2 separate regions of the Mus musculus genome follow, and region 2 is linked to region 1. Evidence: chromatin contacts called from public HiChIP or PLAC-seq data. All regions are on one chromosome and are shown on one strand. The core of a region is the stretch at or near the end of the contact, and the rest is flanking DNA. Distances in the headings are between cores, read along the strand shown.

Region 1 (5,219 bases), core at 1,503-4,002:
CCATCTTCTTACTGAAAGCCTTGAATGTATCCACGCGGTCCTCTACATCCTGCAGATCCTGGTGCTCTGTGGGGATCTGGAAAGTGAGCAGAAAACTGGCGCCCACCATCTCATCCTTCTCTGCCCGGCGCTTACCCATCTTCCACTGCTTGTCATCCAGGCAGCTGAGGAAGTGCTGGAAGCCCTCATACTGGGAGAGCACAGGGTGGCTGGTCATGTGGTCCATCCAGAGGATGAGCCTTCGCTTGCGCTTCTCGATGAAGTCCTCTTCGAAGCGGCCTGTGGCCTGCTTCTCAGGCAGGTGGGGCACTGAGATCACTGTGAACTTGTGTAGAAGGCGGTTGTACAGCCAATCAAAGTGTTTGTAGCGCCGGTAAACAGGCGAGCCTGCGTGGGTGGGTGTAAGCTTGTAAGAGATGTAACTTTTAATGCCTTTGAACTTGGTCTGTTTGGTGGGGTCCTCTATGGAGCAGGCAAATGGGTGGGGGTTGGCCTTCCACTGAGGGCCACGTGGGCCCATCTCAATGGAGTAAGTCTCAGCAATCTTGGCCATCATGGGCACATCACCAAGGATGAAGGCCTCCACTCCAGAGCGTACGAAGCACGAGAAACGATTGAGGTTCCGTCCTACCACACTGCCCCGCTTGGCAGACGCCAGGCTGTCCTGCCTTTCCAGGGGTGCCTTGGGTCGGAAAGCCATATGCTGGTTGGGGTAGGCACCCGGGTAGGAGAGGTTGAGTGGAGGGTGCCCATTGGTACCTAGGCCGCCAGCTAGTGGCTCTTCTACCACTGTGCACCCATCATCCCAGTCATCCCAATCATCATCATCATCATCCTCGAAGCTTCCTGGGTTTGAGAGGAAGCCGCTGCCCCCACCACTCCTGGCTGGACTGGCCATACTCGGGCTGCTATACAAACTCCCCTGGGTGCCCAGGGAGCCTGCAGGGCTGTTGGAATAGTCCACATGGTTGGTGCTGATGCCAGGACGGACAATCTCGACGTAAGAAGCAGGGAAGAGCCCTGTCTCCCCACGGCTGTTCTGTCCCTGCAGCCAGCCGTCCAGTGAGGTCTCACTGAAGATAACCAGCTCTTCGTCCTGCTGGATACTGATTTCCTCCTTGTTCTCACTGTGGAAATCATAGAGGGCTCGGCCTTTCAGTGCCATGGCTCAGCTATCTGTTAGGTCAAGACTGGAAGGAAAATGCCTTGCCCAGATTCAGGATGTTCAACAGGGTGTCCAAAAAAAAAAAAAAAAATGTACTTGCAGCTCAAAGTCTAGTAAGCCCTACCAAGTCCTTTGGGCAGGGCCTCAGCATGCACAGATGCTGTCTAGCTGCCTTTTGGTCAAAGAAGTGTCCATGGTCCAGAAACTGCCTTGGGGTATCTGCCTGTAAGCAGGGAGGGGTTGGTCATGGCCACAGTCTTTCTCCTCTCCCTTGGCAGCCCCTGGAAAGGAGCGGGTCTCTCCCTCCTCACACACCAAGCAGAAAAGTCAAATGACTTGAAGAAAGCAGCTCTGCTAGAACCAGAACGAGACACACACTTTCCACTAAAACAGTGTTGTACAACAGAAGAGATTTACCCTCAGACCACGGTCCCAGGAACGCAGGCAAGGTTCTGCCTCCTCTGGCTCTCCGTTCTTACTGGCTCCGGCTTTGGGAGGCTCTCACATTCTTCTGGAGATCTGCTCCTTCCTCCTTCCTCTCTCCTCCCGGGCCACCGCGTCTTCAAGAATCCAGAAAATTCAAGAGGGGCAAAGAGAATAACAGCAGAGTCCTGAACCAATTCCAAGGGTGGATGTGTCCGGCCTCCAAAAGAGCCAGGCCAGGAAAACAAGGGCCAAAGCTTGCACAACCGGCTGAAAACTACTCGACCCAGGGGGTGCGACCCCGTCTCGCTAGCTCTGGTGCCCTCTTCCCGCCCTGCAAATGGCCAGCCCCCGCCCCCAGATAACAAGGGGGGGCGCGACAAGCAGCGCAAAGAACTTCTGGCCTCTTTCACTCAGTGCCTCTTTTGTTTGCCTAATTCCTCGGCAGTTTCAGAGTATGAAGCTGACCCGGATCAGAGTCTCAGAACCCCTGTCCAGAAGTAACGCTAGGAGAAACCTCCACCATCACCACCCCCCGCCCCTGATGTGCCCCGGAACACTCAACAGCAGTCAGTAGATAGAGCTCTGTCGAACAGATGGCGTAGTCGGGTGTTTGTCAGTCCGTCCGTAGGTTCGTTCTCCGCGATGCCCTCTGGATCCGACCCGAGAGGGACTAGCTGAGCCCCAGCTTCTTGCCTCTTTGCCCCTCACTCGCAGCCCTTCAGCGCTGCCAGCAGGAAGCCAAGTCCAAAACAAACATTCACCCTCCCTTCAAAAAACTAAAAAGAAAAAGAAAAAAGAAAAAGAAAGAAAGAAAAGAGAAGGGGGGAGGAGTCCAGGAGATGGCGTTCCGAGGAAGGAGGCTAAAGCAGTAGGGGAGGTGAGGGGTGGAGAGAGAGGGAGGGAGGTATGAGGGAGGGAAAGCAGGCTACGGAATTCAACAAACTCTACCGCACTTCCGTGCGTCCTGGCCGGTCAGGGACCGCACAGCTCCGCCCTCCCGCGGCCAGGGTGCCACCGCCGGCCTTCCGCTCACTTTCCTTCTGGCGGGCGCCCTCCCTCTCTCCGGTTCAGTCCCGGTGGCCGGGATCCAGGAAATGGACCCGGGAGTCGGGGAGCTGCGAGCTTTCAGCAGCCCAGTTGCCGGCGCCCAGAGCCGCTTCTCGCTCGGATTGGATCGCCGCGTGGGGGAGCTCGCCAGCCGCCTTCGAGCTTCGCCTCCTGGACTTGGTCATCCATCTGCCTTTTCCGTGACGCAAGTGCAGGAAAACTCCGAAAGTTTGCGGAGCGCAGTGGCAAGGAGGGAGCTATAAAGGCTAGGAGAACCGCCTCGGCTGCAGGGGAGCAGAGCTGCGGACTCCCTTTTCCCAACCTCCTTTCCCGCCACGCGTACTTCGATCTGTCTAGGGGCTAACACAGCTCCCGGGTTGTTCTCAGATGGTGTAGGCAGCAAATTGTGACCCTGGTATCCCGCAGGTGATAACCGATGCTGTAAGCAAGATAGGGAGAGGAGCCCTCCTGCCTTCCGCAGCTCCCAGAGTGTGGGGGTGGGGTGCCAAAGACCATGTAACTTCTTCAGTGACAAGTTGCAAGTTTAGGCACAGGCGGGTTCTGGGTTGCTTTGTCCTTTCGCGGGAGCCAGATCTTCCTTCCAGGCCAGCAGCAAATAGCAAGGAGAGAGGAGTGGTCTGGTAAATAGCCTTTAGGCTTCCAGGATTCGACCCTCCACATTAGGCAAAACTAGGTGTACTAAAGACAGGAGTTGTGCTGAACTCTGGAGCGAATATAACAGCTGGATTGCTGCTGTGGTTTTTAATTCACACTGTCTGTCCCATCATTAAGTTTATATTCCAAACAACAAATTAACCGAAACTAAGATTATCGTCTGGAAGGTCATAAGTATCTTCACAGAGAAGCAAGATGTTCCAGCCTAGTGTGGCCAGTGTCGTGCAAAATGCTTGGGAAGGCACTGATCCCAGCCTAAGTGGAACACATATCAAGAACCTTCCAAGCCGTGGTCACCCATTCCTTCAGTCCCAGCACTAACAGAGACAGGCAGATCTCATGAGTTTGAGGCCAGCCTGGTCTACAAAATGAGTTCCAGAAAGCTAGGGATACATAGAAAACCCCTGCCTCTCTGTCTTGTCTCTGTCTGTCTCTCTTTGTTTTTCTCTCTCTGTCACACACACACACACACACACACACACACACACACACACACACACGCACGCACACACACACACCTCCTCTTCCTCTTGGAGCCCTAGAGCCTTATTTACCCAATCTTGCTAGGGCTTCCTACCTCCAGGTTACTATTGTTCTTACTTATTGCTGATTAACTGGTATAAAGTAGTGCTGCTGAAGGTTGGGACATTTGGCTGTTTTGAGGGTCATGACTCCTAGACCTCTGACTCCAAAACTCATAAACTTTGACTCCCTATGAAGGATAACAGCTGGTCGTGATGACACACACGGGAGACTGAGTGAGTGCCAGGCCAGCCTGTGCCACATCTAGCAAGATCTTACCAAAAGTTAACCAAACAAACCGGGAGCTGAAACAGCACTGTCATGAATTGGAGGCTGGACTCCAGTCCCTTTCTTAAACAAACAGACAAACGAGTGGTGGTGGACACATTTAGTCCCAGAATTTGGGAGACAGAGGCAGGTGAATCTCTCTGAGTTCTGGGCCAGCCAAAGATACATAGCAAGACTGTCTCAAATTAAAAATTGAAAGATCTTGAGCATGCCAAACAGTCTTAGCACTTGGAAGGCAGAGATCACACATCTGAGGCTATCCTCGAGCCTATGTAAGGTGGGGGAGGGGGTTGTCACAAAGTTGGGTGTTATGGTACATCCCTGTAACCCAAGCCCTTGGAAACAAAGGCAAATTTTAGCTCAGCTTTGTCTATGTAGTAAATTTAGGACAGCTAAAGCTACAAGTGAGACCCTGACTTAAAAAAACAAAAAGCTCAAACCCTAGAATCTGAGAAACAGTTGTGAAGCAAAACTTTTGCTTTACTAGATCAAGAGTTGGGTCTGCTCCTTGGGATGCACATGGGCCAGGCTAGCCCATGAGGCTGATGCATCTCCCCCCCCCCAAGAAACCTTGTCCCTTGCTATATAAGGACCCTAAAGACTCGGTAGATTGTTTCTCCCAGCCACTGTCTTTTGTTTGGGCAGGGTCCTGCTATGTAGTCCTAGCTGACCTAGAACTGGCTATGAACCATGCTGGTCTCAAACTTGCAAACATCTTCTCACCCTTGCTGGAGGCATTTTCCTACCTGTGTGAGTCTCTTCTTGTTCAGGGACCTTTCTCCTAGCTGAGGCTAACAATAGCACGATTCCCTTAGTTCTTGCTGAGTACTTGGCACAGCTGTAGACACTCCCTCCCACTATGAGCTTAGTGTACTTAGTACAGCTGATAGGCTTTTAAAAGCATGGACACAGCCCCACTACCTTGGTTGCCTTTTGTGTATGTATGGTACCAGGGAAGGAAGTGGATTTGAATCTAGGGACTGGGCATGTTGGCCAAACACTGTATTGCTGAACTCAGCACTTTTGTTATCTTTTGGATTAGGGTCTCACTACATCGCTGCCCAGACTAGCCTTGAACTGGCTCTGTCATTCAGGC
Region 2 (5,419 bases), core at 1,116-3,615, 48 kb after region 1:
ATCCACTTTGGAGGCAATCTCTCTTCAAAGTCAAGTCTCCTCGGTTACATGGTACACGCAGCCCTGTGAGTCCCACTGGGCTGTACATCTTTGAATCATGCCTTACACAATGACAAGCAGTCTTTTCCATAAAGGTCCCAGAGATAATGTCAAGTGTAATGGCATGCTGAGCTGTTTCTGGGGATTCCCAGGCTGATTTCCTTCCTCCATTGCTTTCCTTAGCTACCTTGGCCTCAATAGACAGACCAGAGTTATAAGGATTAAGTCATGTGTTCTTGGTTGGTTTGAGTGGAACTGGTAAGGCTGATCCCCAAACCCTATTCTATTCTCTACCTGCTCAGGCTCGTTGAAGACTTATTTCCTGTGTTCCTTAAGTAGTAAGGCTAACTTTTTTGTTGTTCTTGTTGGAGTCAGAGGTTCATGTAGGGGTCAGGTTGGTCATGTAGCTAAGGATGACTTTGCATTCCTTACCTTCTTGCCTCAGTTTACCAAGGTAAGTAGCACTGTAGCTTGCCTCCTTTACACTGGGTTTCTCTTTCTACAACTGCTCGTAGTGTCTGTTGTATAACTTAGCTCTCGACTATGTCTGTGATCATCTTATCTCTGTTTCCTTAAAGAGAGTGACAGCTTACACTTGATATCTCTACATTGCACAGCACTTAAAATAAGAAGGTAACAAGCACTTGGAGGCCAGCCACTCAGAAGGGTAATGCCAGCTTGGGCAGCAGAGCAAAAAACTTTCACACATACCTAAAATAAAAATAGCCTAGAGTGGCCGGGCGTGGTGGTGCACACCTTTAATCCCAGCTCGGGAGGCAGAGGCAGGCAGATTTCTGAGTTCGAGGCCAGCCTGGTCTACAACATGAGTTCCAGGACAGCCAGGGCTACACAGAGAAACCCTGTCTCGAAAAACCAAAAAAAAAAAAAAAAAAAAAAAAAAAGCCTAGAGTGGTAGCAGGTGCTTGTGATCCCAGCATGCTGAAAGTCGGGCACAGTAGGATTGCCTTAAGTTTGAGGCTTGATTGCCTTAGTCTGGACTACAAAGTGAGGTCTTGCCTCAAGTCAAAGCAACAAATCAGCAGGTTTGATGGCACCTGTCTATAATCTTAGCACTTGGGAGAGAGAAGCAAGATCAGGAGTTCTAAGTCATCTTCATCTTCAAGTACATAGTGAGTTCCAGACCAGATTGTCTTAAAAACAAAACAAGCAAAACTAAAATCAGAGCTTCTTTAAAAATAAGTAAAAGGGGCCGGTGAGATGGCTCAGCAGTTAAGAGCACTGACTGCTCTTCCTAAGGTACTGAGTTCAAATCCCAGCAACCACGTGGTGGCTCGCAACCATCCGTAATGGGATCCAATGCCCTCTTCTGGTGTGTCTGAAGGCAGCTACAGTGTACTCATATACATGAAATAAATAAATAAATCTTTAAAAAAAAAACAAGTAAATAAAAGAAAGTCCCAACTTGTTTAGAATCCATTTGTCTACAGTGCTGTCTTGATCTCTCATACTCTCTTACCTCTGGCATCCTTTACGATGCCAGGTAGCTACAAAGGTACTTGTCTTCCCTCATGCTTAGTACTGACAGTTGCCGTGCGCCCCGAGGATTGTCACCTTGAGCCTATTAGGGTGGAACTCTGGCTGGAAGCTGAGTTCTATGTTGACTTTCTTCCTTGTATCTGTAGACTACACCATTCTGGATTGCATTTACAGTGAGGTGAATCAGACATACTATGTTTTGGATGTGATGTGCTGGCGGGGACATCCTTTTTATGACTGTCAGGTAAGGATTAATAATGTCCTCATGTCTTTCCTGTCTTCTTTCCTCCTGGGAAGGTGGTTCAGCATGTGGGTTTGGTACGTGACCAACTTCTTGTTATGTACAGGATGTGGTAATCAAGAACATTATCTAATGCTCCCTGTACCTTTGAGGGCGTTTGAATTAGCTTCATTTTAAAAACAAATATGAGGAACTAGGGAAATATAAGAGTTATTTTATTTTATTTTGGTTTTTTGAGACAGGGTTTCTCTGTGTTCTGTGTAGCCCTGGCTGTCCTGGAACTCAGTTTATAGATCAGACTGACCTTGAACTCAAAGATCTGACAGCCTCTACCTCCCAGATGCTGGAATTAAAGGCATATGCCACCATTTCCCAGCTGATATGACAGTTCTTAAGGAAGAAGAAAGAGCAGAGGTGCAGGCTGGGGTGTTAGCTGCTGTGGCTCCCCCCCCCCCACTTCTTTCCAGAGATGGGAGGATTGTTGCAGGGATGATTAAAGGGTAAGAAGTGTGCCATGTTATGCAGACAGCACCATTAAAAAAACCTCATATACTCTTCTTCACTCACCACATCCTGATCCTGAAAATGCCAGGTCATTCTTGGTATGAAACAAAGTCTCCAATCTCAAAGCTTGCTCTAGGAAGAGAGAACAGGCATAGACCACTATTTCTAGCTCAGATTGTCTCATTTCCTCCCCTCCCCTCCCCTCCCCTCCCCTCCCCTCCCCTCCCCTCCCCTCCCCTCCTTTGCCCTCCCCTCCCTTGCCTTCCCCTCCTCTCCTCTCCTTTTTTGAGACAAGCTCTCACTATGTAGTCTAGGCTGACCTGAAACTCAGAGATGCACCTGCCTGTCTCCTTTGTGCTGGGATCAAAAGTATGCACCACCACACCTGGACAGACTGCTAGACTGCTTCTTTTTATAGCTATTACCCTATGGTAGATTTCAGGAAATGCCAGCTAGTGGTGAGTCTGTCTGTCCATCTGTTGCTTTTGAGACAAGGAGTCGCTCTGTATTTCAGGCTAGCCTCAAACCTACCACCCTCCTCATGTCTCAGTCTCCCCAGAGGTTGGGATTACAGAATTTTGTCATTTTTTTCCTGGTACATTTCCTTTAGTTTTGTTAAAGGATAAGTCATCACATCTATTCACAACTTACAGATTGGGCAATTAAAATTGCATGCACAGCTATACTCTAAGGAAAAGACCAGTTCAGCGGTAGCTTATGCCCATGGCAGCCCCTTTGTTTCAGGCTTATGTCCTGAATCTCAGGCCCAGCCTGAGCTACATGGCAAGGCCTTCCTTGTCTCAGCAAAAGGAAGCAAGGGGCTGAGGATGCAGATCAGTTGGGAAAGTGCTTGCCTACTGCACACAAAGCTTGAGGCTCAGTCCTAGGCACTCATAAACTGATCCGTCTCTATAGGCTCTACGGAGCATCAGAAATTCAAGGTCATCCTCTGATATATAGCAAGTCTGAGGCCAGCCTGAGCTATATGAAACCCTCTCTCAACAGAAACAAGGAAGAAAAGGAAAGAAAACAAACAAACAGACAACTTTTATTGTTTCAAATTTCCAGAAGCAAAGTAAAAGAACAAGGAGTGTCTCATAGCTATAGAAGGGTACACATCAATAATTTAGAGAGTCAGTTCTTAGGAAAAGATTCAGCTGTGTAGTGATTTTTAATAGCCATATTAAATGCAGCAAGGGAGAGTTGGTATAATGTGCTTTGGAGTGGAGGAGTTCTAGGTCTCACGGTATTTACTTTGTTCACCCAGGCAAGTGACTTCACTTTTCTGATTCTAAGCATCCTTAACATGTAAAATAGCAATAATGATAATATAGTTCCTATAGGGTGGTTGAAGTTATTTATTCATCTATTTGTTTGTTTACTTGTTGTTGTTGTTTTTTTTGAGACAGAGTTTTTCAGTGTAGCCCTGACTGTCCTAGAACTCATTCTATAGACCAGGCTGGCCTGAAACTGATGGATATTCACCTGTCTCTGCCTCTCTGAGTGTTGGGACTAAAGTCCTGCGGTACCACCATCTACCTATTTGTTTGTCTGTTTGTTTAAAAACAGTGGCAGCACATGACTTTAATCCCAACAACATGGGAGGCAGAGATAGGCAGAGCACTGAGTTCAAGACCAGTCCCAAATGCGTTCCAGAACAGCCAGGGTTACACAGGGAAACCCCGTGGTGGAGGCTGATTTCACTACTAGGTCAAGGATGACCCGACTCTGCCTCCTAAATGCTGGGGCTTAGGTTTCAGCTACTATGCCTGGCAGCTTTGCTAAATTTTAAAAGAAAAAGATCTTTATAACATATACTTGTATGAAAATGTTTTTATGTTATAATATAATGCTGTGTATGATATAAACAATGAAAATATATTTTGGAAATTTATTTATCCTTACCGTGTGTGTGATGTGTTTGAATTGAGGCCAAAGGATATCTTTTAGGTGAGGGTTCTTGTCTTCCAGGTGTGGAATCTAAAAATCTAATGTAGGTTATCAGGTTTGTATGGTAAGCATTTTTAGCCATTGATCCATCTTACCATCTGAAACATGCATGCATCTTTAAAATCTTGAAAGACTTGACAAACTATAGTTATAAATGGAAATGGAAATAGCAACAGCAGGGCTTAGGTCTTTATAACTCAATGGTATTAGAATGAGAATAAAAGTTTGAAATGAATATTTTATCTTTTCTGTGACAGACTGATTTCCGATTCTACTGGATGCATTCAAAGTTACCAGAAGAAGAAGGGCTTGGAGAGAAAACCAAGATTAATCCTGTAAGGCTGTTGGTACAGTTACAGAGTTCTTTTGTGTTGTGATAGATTATTTTTGAGATGAGGTTTCATATGTTCCATACTGATTTGAACCTGGCTATGTGGCTATGGCCCTAGATTCCTGATCTTCCTGCCTCAACTTCCCAAGTGTTGGGATTTCAGGCATGAGCCACAATTCCCTCCCTCCCTCTCATTTCTCCCTCCCTCCCTCCCTCCCTCCCTTCCTTCCTTCCTTCCTTCCTTCCTTCCTTCTTCCCTCCCTCTCTCTTTCCTTCTTTTCTTTCTCTCTCTCTTTTTAAAGATTTATTTATTTAATGTATGTGTGTACAGTGTAGCTATCTTCAGACACACCAGAAGAGGGCATCAGGTCCCATTACAGATGGTTGTGAGCCACCATGTGGTTGCTGGGAATTGAAGAGCAGTTAAATATATATATATATATTTTTTTTTTTTTGGTTTTTTGAGACAGGGTTTCTCTGTGTAGCCTTGGCTGTCCTGGAACTCACTTTTGTAGATCAGGCTGGGCTTGAACTCAGAAATTACACCTGCCTCTGCCTCCTGAGTGCTGGGATTAAAGGCGTGTGCCACCACGCCCAGTGCAATCAGTGTTCTTAACCACAGAGCCATTTCATCAGCCCCCTTCTCTTCTCTTCTCTTCTCTTCTCTTCTCTTCTCTTCTCTTCTCTTCTCTTCTCTTCTCTCTTCCTTCCTTCCTTTTTTTTTGAAACAGGGTTTCTGTATATATTCCTAGCTGTCTTGGAACTCACTCTGTAGACCAGGTCAGTCTCAAACTCACTGAGATCTGCCTGCCTCTGACTCCTAAGTGCTGGGGTTTAAGGTGTGGACCACCATGGCC

Evidence for each region. HiChIP or PLAC-seq counts read pairs in DNA pulled down with a chosen protein or histone mark.
Region 2: a contact with region 1 is called in a CTCF HiChIP or PLAC-seq map of CD8 T cells, with 6 read pairs. The contact joins the enhancer-like site here to the promoter of Snx33 in region 1. A contact is called at or near these places in 1 of 39 promoter capture datasets (embryonic stem cells), 1 of 15 datasets of contacts at CTCF or cohesin (CD8 T cells), 8 of 115 datasets of contacts at active chromatin or transcription factors (the SCID.adh cell line, bone marrow-derived macrophages, double positive thymocytes and 3 more) and 3 of 9 other capture datasets (adipose tissue, liver and pancreatic islet).

Annotation. Positions count from the first base shown.
Region 1 is chr9:56,925,619-56,930,837 of GRCm38.p6, forward strand. It overlaps Snx33 (sorting nexin 33), which reads right to left and starts at 2,753. Exons shown (of 2, transcript NM_175483.5): 1 at 1-2,753. The coding sequence starts at 1,165.
Region 2 is chr9:56,973,531-56,978,949 of GRCm38.p6, forward strand. Snupn (snurportin 1) reads left to right here. Exons shown (of 9, transcript NM_178374.4): 6 at 1,683-1,780; 7 at 4,489-4,566. Among named protein-coding and RNA genes, the nearest start is that of Ptpn9, 19 kb to the right of the region's middle. Within about 2 kb of position 2,366, at least 26 of the 459 cell types and tissues checked have an H3K27ac peak or open chromatin away from gene starts, as enhancers often do. A contact at or near this core is called in CD8 T cells, where this site is marked.